2 separate regions of the Mus musculus genome follow, and region 2 is linked to region 1. A link is a contact called in public HiChIP or PLAC-seq data. All regions are on one chromosome and are shown on one strand. Each heading gives the region's core, a stretch centred on a gene start, on an enhancer-like site or on the middle of the called end of the contact. The rest is flanking DNA. Distances are from core to core; before and after follow the strand shown. Region 1 holds the start of Gabrb2 (gamma-aminobutyric acid (GABA) A receptor, subunit beta 2). Region 2 has its middle 80 kb from the start of Ccng1.

What was found. HiChIP or PLAC-seq counts read pairs in DNA pulled down with a chosen protein or histone mark.
Region 2: an H3K27ac HiChIP or PLAC-seq map of VIP interneurons shows a contact between it and region 1, with 12 times the contacts expected there. The contact joins the enhancer-like site here to the promoter of Gabrb2 in region 1. A contact is called at or near these places in 5 of 39 promoter capture datasets (cranial neural crest, embryonic stem cells, frontonasal cranial neural crest and 2 more), 1 of 115 datasets of contacts at active chromatin or transcription factors (VIP interneurons) and 1 of 9 other capture datasets (liver).

Annotation. Positions count from the first base shown.
Region 1 is chr11:42,418,821-42,424,015 of GRCm38.p6, reverse strand. Gabrb2 (gamma-aminobutyric acid (GABA) A receptor, subunit beta 2) reads right to left here and starts at 3,242. Exons shown (of 9, transcript NM_001362647.2): 1 at 2,590-3,242; 2 at 2,373-2,464; 3 at 1,368-1,435. The coding sequence starts at 2,666. Gm34591 (a long non-coding RNA gene) reads left to right here and starts at 2,801. Exons shown (of 3, transcript XR_388590.4): 1 at 2,801-2,980.
Region 2 is chr11:40,832,944-40,838,138 of GRCm38.p6, reverse strand. No RefSeq gene overlaps it. Among named protein-coding and RNA genes, the nearest start is that of Ccng1, 80 kb to the right of the region's middle. Within about 2 kb of position 2,563, at least 4 of the 459 cell types and tissues checked have an H3K27ac peak or open chromatin away from gene starts, as enhancers often do. A contact at or near this core is called in VIP interneurons, where this site is marked.

The sequences.
Region 1 (5,195 bases), core at 1,993-4,492:
AACTGATATGCTAGATGCCACTTTGAATTCTGGGAATATGAGAACTTCTGTTAAATTTAGGTGAGAGCCAGGCTAAATCCTAATACTTCAAATTTCTTGAGTTAATTAGTATGCCCTAAATTTTATGTCCCAATGGCTGGCTTAGAAGTGTTTGTATAAAAGCTTACACATTTCATCTCTGTCTTTAATTATTTGTCCAGTCTCAAGACAGGAAGACAGGAGGATGTCATAGAACAATATGAAATGGGCTGTGTGCTATCAGATCTGAAAGGACTGCTGGAATATTAAGGCTCACTTGATCTAGATACACTGCCAAGAAGAAAAGAGGAGAGGAGAGGAGAGAGGGAGGGAAACAGGGAGGAATGGAGGGAGGGAGGGAGGGAAGGAGGGAGAGAAGAAGGGAAGGGAACAGCGAAGGAGGGAGAGGAAAAGAGAGGGAAAGGGAGAGGGAGAGAGAGAATTTACAGGAGAAATGTCCCTGAGTTAACTGGGGGAATCTGGGACACTTGTCCTTGTCATGTTATGTCCACAGTGCTCCAACGTGGGCAGCAGGGGGCGCTCCTGCATGAAGCATACCCCCCCAAAAGTGCTTCCCTGTTGGAGAACACAGGTTCTTCTCACACCCCTCTCTCTCTTCTTATCCTTTGTCCAAAGACTGAGTGTTGCTGACAATAAGTTGTGTGTGCTTGGTACACATAATGATTAGTGTTGCAGGAGCAGTAAGAAAGTACACTTGGTATTAATCTTGCCTTTTTGGATAAAGACTGGCCAGTTTTTTATTTGATTTCAGTGGATTAGCAGAAGGGGTTAAAGGAGATGGAAGGTGGTGGGAGGGGCAGAGATGTCAAATGTCATTAAGTACTAGGAATCAATTTCCTAAAGCAACAAGTGGGCATCAACACCCCAGAACTAATTACTTAGTCACTCTGTGAGAGTTTAGTTTGTATGATAGACTTCCTGGTAGGTTTTTGTTTGGTTGTTTTATTTATTCATTTATTTATTTAGTCACATTTAAATGCTCCTTTTACCATGACTAAGCCCCAAACACAGAACTGTAACTCGACAAACTGAGGCTTTCAGGAAGCTGTGAGAGCCATCACTTCTGCAGGGGGCCTTCCAGCATATTGCTGCCTGTACAAGTGAATGTGTGAGATACTTTACTCACTCTGTATTGGATCCAAATTGGGAAAAGTGCAAAAAACCAGCAGTTGTTTTGTAATTACACATGCCATGAATTCCAGAGCAATATACTATTCTCCTGTCCCCACATTATACACATATTCAAACATACTCCACCCCCCCCAGCAACTGCACAGCCCCCACACAGTCCCCATTATAGAGACGTATCTATGAGCATTAATACTCACCATATTGACCTCAGAAACCATATCAATGCTGGCAATATCAATGTTCATTCCTACGGCCACAGGGGGACCTGCAAACCAAGATGGTCAGCCATGTGACTTCTCAGAACTTAGTCATTCATACGAAGAGTTGTCACTGGGAACTCTAAAGAAACCCCCTCTGTAGAGCTAATCCATATATTCATTACTTTCCCATATCTTTGCAGTATGAATGTGGGGATACTCTTCTAGGAATATGCACACATGTGCTGGTCAGACAATGTTGCCAGCTCTGTCTACACATGTTGATGTCTCAGCATGTGAATTCCTACAACTCACAGAGCCCTAGGGATTCGTGTAGATTGCATTGAAACCCCCTCTTTTTTTCCCCACCCACTTCTGTGTGTAGGTTTTAACTCTTTAATTCCATTAAGAGTCTGAGCAAAATTAAATGGCCACACTAGCATATCTGGGGCTCCAGGGAGAGATGCCCCTTTTTCCTCTGCTATCTTTATTCTCAATTCCCCAGAACCCCTTCTCCCCTATGCCATTCGCATATAGGGCTGGGTGGAATCCCGACATGAGCCACTTTAAACCATGGCCAGAACTCTTCTAAAGTAGATGGGCACAGAGAGTTGAAGCCACCTCTCAGCCAACCGCCTGCACACTGTGTCCTCAAAAATACTCACATTATAAGACATCCCCGGCTGGGCACACTGTTAACTAAACTTAAGAGGTTTGTATCTCAAGAAACCTCAGACTGGGAACAAAGATGTATCACGGTGAAGGAGAACGAGAGCGGTTACAAAGTCTGGTCACACTCTAAGGGGGTCTTCTTGAAAGACCTCTCAAGTGCTGGACAGAAACTGGCTTAAGTTTGGATCTGTTTCTCAGCAAGGTAAAATAGGAAAACATTCTATACATCACATGCGCCCACAACTAAGGAGAGGAAAGAGAGTGCACACAAAGCCCAAAAGACAGCTTGGGCTGGAGCTGGGCTGTTTCTTATTTGCAAGGCAATCCCATTACCTCCAAAATCTGGTCTCAGACGAATGTCATAGCCTTTCAACAGTCTGTCCACCGTCTCTTTAACCAGCGACATATTACTAGGGTCATTGACACTAAAGAAAAAAATGACAATAACCAGGAATGAATAAAGAAGACAGCACGGCATCTTCAACAGCCCTGCTCACAGAGAGGTATGCAGACAGAGCCCTGACAAGTGAGAAAGGAAAGGGACACTTACCTCTGAGCACAGACAGCGGCGATTATTAAGGGAAATGACCAAATCCCAAAGTAGCCCCTTTTCCGGACTCTCCACATCCCTTTAGGTTCTGGTGGGATTGAGGGATTCACTGAAGAGAGGAGATCCAACTTAGTCTGCCCAGTGCAGTAATTCTAATGTGGAGCGCATGCGCACGGCGTACCAAAACATCAAAGGGGCAGCGGCGGCTGCCGGGGACCGAGATTTCCTTGTTTAAAAAAATTAAAGGGGAAAAAGGAAAAGAAGCATATATATGTGTAATATGTACATGTTTGAATAATATTAAACTACTACCCCAGAAATGCATCCAGAGTAAAATCTTCGTTGGTTTTTTTTCTTTCTTTCTTTAAGACAAAAGCAACCAGAGCGTCTGGTAAGTTTCTGTTCTAGGAGGTAGTTGCACCTCACGACGTGGTGGGATTTTAGAGAGAGGGAGAGAGAGAGAGAGAGAGAGAGTGTGTGTGTGTGTCCCCTTAAATATTAAAAAGAAAAATAGGAGTAGGGTGTAGGGAGGAAGATTGGTTCCTGAAACCCTTCTCCTCCCGGTCTAAGCCAGTTGAAAGGGGCAAGGAGTTGAACTTTATTTCCTTAAGAATAGCAATCCCCTGCCTGGGACAAGCGGAGGAGGTGGGGGTGGGGTGGGAGCGCTAGGGGTGGGGAGGGGAGCAGTGGGAACCAGAGTCCGAGGAGGAGAAAAAAAACCAATGGGAGGAGTGCTGAGCAAACGTTGGATTTTGAGCGAGGGGGGGTGGGGGTGGGGAGTGGACTGTGAATATGAAAGAATCGGAATGGCTTTGAGAAGAAAGGGGAAGGATACAGGAATCCAAAGATGCTCGTTTTTCCTGGGAGTCAAGGGGCGAGCTTTTTCTTCACTACTCACGAGTGATTTCTTTCTCTTCCTCCTGCTCCCCCTTTGCCCCCTGTTCCCTGGGAAGAAAACCTCGGGGTCCTGGTTTCTGGCGCTGTGACGCTCCTGACCCGCTAGTCCAGCTATTTATAGCAGGAGGGGGAGGGGGCGAGGGGAGCAGTCAGGCAAAGGCTTCTCTGGGTTTGGGTCTGACTCTGCACTAGGAAATTATAAGTGGTCAGGATGAGGTGTGTGTGTGTGACTGAAGAACAAAAGAAGTGGGGGCGTGAGGGACAGAGGGTGACAGGCGTTCCAGCACAGGTGCGGGGCCAAAAGGCATCCAGTGCGAGGGCGGGTTGCGGGGTGGGATGCGCTCCTCTGGCCCCCCACGCCTCGCGGACGCACGCGCACCGCGCGCGCGCGCGCGCGCACACACACACACACACACACACACACACACACACACACACACACAGACACACACGAGACACGTGCATTCACAGTCCTTGCCACCCACCACTCCTTACCTCACCAGCAGGAGCTCGCCGCCCACTACTGTGGCCCAACGGAGCTGCACCACTGCCGCTCTGCTCTGGACAGTTGAAGCTGCACCTCTGCGTCCAAACCCAGTGGTTCACAGAAGACAGGCACAATGAAGGAACCCCGAGACCGTTTGAGCCACCAAATCACCTATCTACACACCACAATTTTCCCTCATCCCTTTCCTAGCCCAAGGGGACCCAAGGCTGCCCCCTTCCCTCCAGCTCCAGGCTCAACACGGACACCAGATCCAGACTCATTTCATAGGAAAAATCATTTCCTCTGCTTGGGGCTCGCTGGAGGAGGGGAGGAGTTGCGGGGGGGGGGGGGGGAAGAGGATGCCGAGAGCACCGGGACTGGGATGCCCTAGAGTCGTGTTCCTCGTTTTATCCTGAAGACAGGGAGGGAGTACAGCAGGTGCATCAACTACCCTGGCACTCTTTGATGAAGAGGTAGAAAGGCAGAACTCAACACTGGGTCCTGGACCCCAGTATCCAACCTAAATCTACTACTGAGCCTTGTCATTTACCGAGAGTCCCTACCATGTGCAGAAAGCCGCGCTTAAAGCAATATTAGCTCAAAGTTGACTCCTTAGTGACCCCATTTTACGGGTTTAGAAACTAGCACATCGATCGGAGGAACATGTCCAAGGTCATTTCTGTGGAGAAGGGTGGAAAGTGAGTTGTGCTTATAAAGCAGTGTTTCTAACCCTTAGACTAGACTACCTCAACTCTTAAAGTTCAGAACCTCACACTCTGCTAGCTCTCTGCTGCCACGCGGGGGACCTCCAAGCGCCCACTGCGCCTGTGGGATGGGAAAGCTCACAGATTACAACAGACTGGTGGTCCAGCAGGTCTCTCTGGTGAGAGCAGAGACCAGATCCCCAGGGATCGCAGCTAGCTTGGTGCTACAAGATTCCAACTGAAGGCTTTTTAGTCTCCACTGTGACCACGTTCAGCTTCCCCTTTTGACCCACATAGTACAAGACACCCCTACCCCCACTTCCATCCCCTTGCGCGCATCTCAGGAAATTAAGAGTTATTATTCTGGGGCAGTTTAGAGAGGTGACTCCAAGGGAACTGTGGAGAAGGGATGGTTGCCAGCAGGAATCTGATAGTTTCCCTAGGGCAGAAGACAAACCAAAGGGAAATAATCTGGGGAAGTTTCTAGGTTAAAGACAGGTAAAACATAGCACCATAAA
Region 2 (5,195 bases), core at 1,314-3,813, 1.6 Mb after region 1:
TAAAAGAACCCCAGCCTACTCCTTCTCAATGGAATGCTGAGTCCATCTAAGTCAATGGTTCTCAACTTGTGAGTTGCAATCCTTTTGGCCAACCTCTATCTCCAAAACAACTTATGTTGTGATTCAAATCCAGTAGCAGTTATGAAGTAGCAACAAAAATAATTTTGTTTTGGTCTGGGGTCACCACAACATGAGGAGCTGTACTAAAGGGTCACAGCATTAGGAAGGCTGAGAACCCCTGACCTAAATGAACCTTCGATATTTGCATTTATTCTATGCCCAAATAGAACTTTGCCTTTGTGTTAACTTTGAGCACAACTTCTAGGTTTACAAAAGCAAGGAAATTCCAAAGGAAGGTTTCCCTCAGACCAGTAACTTGCAAATAATTAACTGCTCTGTGGGATTTCCAAGCACGGAGAAGAAAAGAGGGACGAAGAAAGAGGTGTCCTTGACTGGCATGTCCTCTGGAGAAGAGATTTATTAATACCTCAGCAGGCAGGATTCAGGGGTCATAAGTAAGAAGCTTCCATTTCACTGCACAAAGCCGACAGTCTACTCCTAAAGGTTTCTGCATGGGGAAGAGGAGAGCCTTCACCAGGTAGAAGTATGCTTAATTAATATATAAGCTATGCTATGTAACTGTAGTCAGACAACTTCCAATTCCCAGGGATATCAGCAGCCCAGGCATGGGAGAGGAGCCAGCTCCAAAGAAGAGACCATGCAGGGGTAGATAGGGCCAGCTCTGTAAAGCTCTTTGCAGCAGCACCTGGAAAAGCTAGGTTCTAATGGACCTAAAGTGCCCAAGAACCATACTAGGCAGACTTTAAACACGCAGCAAGCTGTATTCCATTTCACACTTCTAAACTCTGTGGCATGACCCCAAAACCACATCTCACACACCTCTGATTCATATAATCCATCTGCATCTAGTCAGTGGAGCATCCTGATCCATCGCCACGAAAATTAAATGTGTATTAGTGGAAAATATGTTATGAAAACAAAGACACTTGCTAGTGAAGAATAAATGTGTCTCAAAGATACTATTTTCATTATGTGTTTGTCTCGGGTATATCATACTCCACAAGATCTTTGTCTTCTATCGGAAGTTATAGAAAACCTATAAAGTATTTAGTTTCATTTGCCTTCTTCATGATGTCTTAGTATACGGGTTGATGTGTGTCTGTAGATGTGTGCCTATGAATAGAGATGCTCAAAGAGGTCAGAGCCATCAGATGCCCTGGAACCAGAGTCACAGGCAGTTGTGAGCCACCTGACAAGGAGACAGAGAGTGGAATTTGGGTGCTTCCTAAACACAGTACACACTCTTAACTATTAAGATGTTCTGTCTATCCCCTCATTTGCTTTTCTTCTCAGATTTCTCAGTAGATTAACTGTCCCTCTAAACATTAGTGACCTTATATCAGCCACTATAGGAAATTCAGAGCATGTCAGTGATTTTTTTTTTCCTCTTGTGAACAAAATATCACATTCTTCAAAAAATCAAACTGGCCCTTAATTAATTATGTGCATTACTTTAAAAATCCAGAGCCTCTCTTCTTCACCTGGGGGGGGGGGGTGGGGGCTTCAAGTTGGTAGCACAGGCCCACTGATCTTCAACATTAAGTGCTGTGCAGTAGACAATGAGAGAGAAACCATTATCTGAGAACTTAAAATATTTTCTTTACCTTCCTATCTAATAAAATGATTCCTACAGAAGTTCTTTTATAGCTACCAGAGGTGCTATATGTATATATAGTATATATATATATTAGAGTATGTATGCATGCATGATAGATGTACAGTTGTATCCAGAAATCAAGATTTGATAATATATAATATATCTAATATATATTAGATACTCATCCAGAAAATACTAACTGCATTCCCCAGCCCCCAAAAGTTCTTTATGCTCTAATGTAAAAGGATTTGCATCTGTAGAAATAAAAATTGATTCGCTGAGTAATGCTGTGTACCAGATACTGCAATAAACACTTTAAGCATCACTATCCACTTGCCCTCCTGACAGTTTGTGTTAAAGGTTCTATTGCCAACTTCATTTCACAAATGAGAGAAGTAAGGATTAACTACCCAAGGTCACATAACGACCAAATCACAGAGATGAGACTTGAATTCATCATCCACTGACTTCAAATACTGGGCCACAAGTTTCCCCCAAAATGATCAGGTTCTGGTGAACTGAAAGAAGCACCCACCAGGCAGAGATCCAAGAGATAAAAATGTTCTTCCTTCAGCTGTGACACAACGGAACTGGGTAGTTTTGACCACGATATTTCCCTTCTTTGGATTTCCACTTCCTCTTCTATAAAGAGTGGTAATTGGACTACTAGATGAATAATAAAATTGCTTCCAACACTAATACATGACAGATTTAAGAGCGGCCACTTTGCACTAAAAAAAAGAAAAAAAAAAAGAGGAATCTATAGACAATGGGAGCCATCTGGATGTGGAAATGATGAATGGCAAAAGCTGTTGGAGGGGATAGTCTCAAATGAACATCCCTTGCCAGGGACCCACACACCACACTGCCTCTCCTGCAAATTGCCTGCAGCTGCACAGATCTAGAGGCCACTTAGAGTGCAGAACCCTTAACAAACTGTTCGAGGCATTTGGTCTCGGGTTTCCCTGGAAGATTATCTAGGTCTATCACATTAGATGTCTTGTAATTTTGCCAGCTTTGTTATGAGATGTAGAACGTGTTGTTTTGTTTGTCTGAACTCAATTATCACTTCACTCCAGCTAAGATGGGGAAATGTCTTTGCAGATTCTTTCTTGACTCCTTGATTGGGGAAGATTTTTCACATCAATCAAAATGTGAAAATCACCTAAAGACACCTGTAATGATCTAACTAGAGAAGGAAAATTGCACTAGTCTCACAACTTATATGCTTGTTCTCGCTTTTATAGCACTGTGCCTCCCATACTCTAGATCCCAGAGCATGATGTTCGTGTAAGCTTACAGCAGATCGTTAGGATCTTGTCTTGTAGTCTCCTGACTGCTATGTACTCTGACTCAGAAATCCTATCAAAGTCTTCGCACTCATTGAGGCCGCCTGTTCTTTTCTCTTTACCTCAGGTAAACCCAAGTATCTCCTAAATGATGATTCCCTGCAAAGTGATGCTGATGAACTTGAAAGGGATTTTTATCTCCACAGAAAGACCACAGAAAAACCTAATACAGACCTAATCTAATATACCTACCCTTTACCTACCCTTGCTCTTAAAAACTTGTAGACTATTTTACTACTGGAATTGTTCAAGGTTGTATTTTTTACCTAGACATCCTGGTTCCTTCCATGTTTGGCCACCTCACTGGATCCTTCATTTCTTTTTTTTTTTAAGATTTATTTATTATTATACATAAGTACACTGTAGATGTCTTCATGCGCACCAGAAGAGGGCATCAGATCTCATTACAGGTGGTTATAAGCCACCATGTGGTTATGGGATTTGAACTCAGGACCTTAGGAAGAACAGTCAGTGCTCTTACCCACTGAGCTATCTCACCAGCCCAAGGAGTCTTCATTTCTTGAGACAACTAAAAAGCTATATACCACTAATGTCCTTAATTTTTAAAAGAAAAAAAAATGGTTGTTACTTTTACTCTCTCCTTCCAGTCATGATCAGATTCAATTGCTCATTCTCAAAGAAACTGGTGTGCTAACAGAGAAAGCTGCTTGTAGTTGCACTGGTTTCTGCCCAATATTGGCACAACTATGTGACTTGAGTTGAAGTGGAGGTCCAAACTGCCTTTTGCCTCTACAGAATTTTGTTCATGAAGAAAACTATTCTGATAGTGACTCTGTGCATAGGTCAAGAAGCCTTTCTGCTAAACATGCCACTTCTCTTCTTTCTCCAATTTTGTGTTTTTGCTACAAAGTCTTCCTCTTTTGCTACTCTACATTTTCAAAGAAAAAAAGTCTCCCAATATCTCTATCTCAGCAGCCACTCTTGAGTTCTCTGTATGCTCCAAAGTTGTCTTCTGTAATAAGTAGAATATATTTTACACAATGCTTTTTTTCATTTCTCATTTTTGCATTTTGCATGTTAGAAGCAAGGGATTCCTTGTTTCCAGTTCCCTGTGTGACCACAAAGGCTAAAGCAGGTAGAGGTGATTTTGAGTATGAATACAATGATAATTTTCATACTATGAATAAGGAATTGGACCTTGAATACTTGTACATCATGGATTTTGCTCCTTTTTTTAAAACTTAAGATGTTTTAAATAAATGAAAATAACCATTTATATAAAAATAAATAAGTGAGTTGCAGCAGAGTCCTGTAGTGTTAAACATTAGACCTGAAACAAAATTCTCTATTACATAATGATTGACTAAAAAGAGATTTAACTGGAGTCAACTGTGAATTGATTTGAAAGCAAAGGAAAACAACCATGTTCTAGAGATTTAAAAAAAAAAAAAAAAGAATCCTCAGAACACTGTCAAGTTGCTCAAGGCAACATACAGACAACAGAACAAACAACCCAGCATAAGAGAACCAGATCCAAGCCAGGGCTGACATCAAAATGCTCATGCACAAAACCCGTTCAATCTATTAAAGCTTATTGCAAACAACAGAACATTTCTATCGTTCCTAAATGGAAACAGAGCATGCCTACAAAAAAAAAAAGAAGGAATGGATAAAGGGGTTTAAAACTGTCCTTTTCTCCCTCCTACCCAAAATCTTAAAATTAGTTTCTTCTAATCATTAGCTCAAGACTATGGTAGTTTCAACAGTAATGCTCCCATAAATTCATATATTTGAATGCTTAGTCATCAGGGAGCACACTATTTGAAAGGATTAGAAGGATTAGGAAGTGTGCCTTACTGGAGGAATTGTGTTTGCAAGGACGGGCTTTGAAATTTCAAAAGCTATGCCAAACCCAAAGTCTCTCTCTTTCTCTCCCTCCTTCTTTCTTTCTCTCCCTCTCTTATTCTCTCCCTCCCACCTTCCCTATCTCCCTCCCTCTCTTTGTCTCTCTGCCTATGAATAAACATGTAGTTCTCAGCTACTATTCCAGTACCTGACTGTATGTTGTTATGCTCCCTGACACAATATTGGACTAATATTGGATCACAATATTGGACTAAACCTCTGTCTGAAGCTGTAAGCAAGCCCAAGATTAAATTCTTTCTCTTATAAGAGTTGCTTTGGTCAGCAATAGAACACTAAGACAA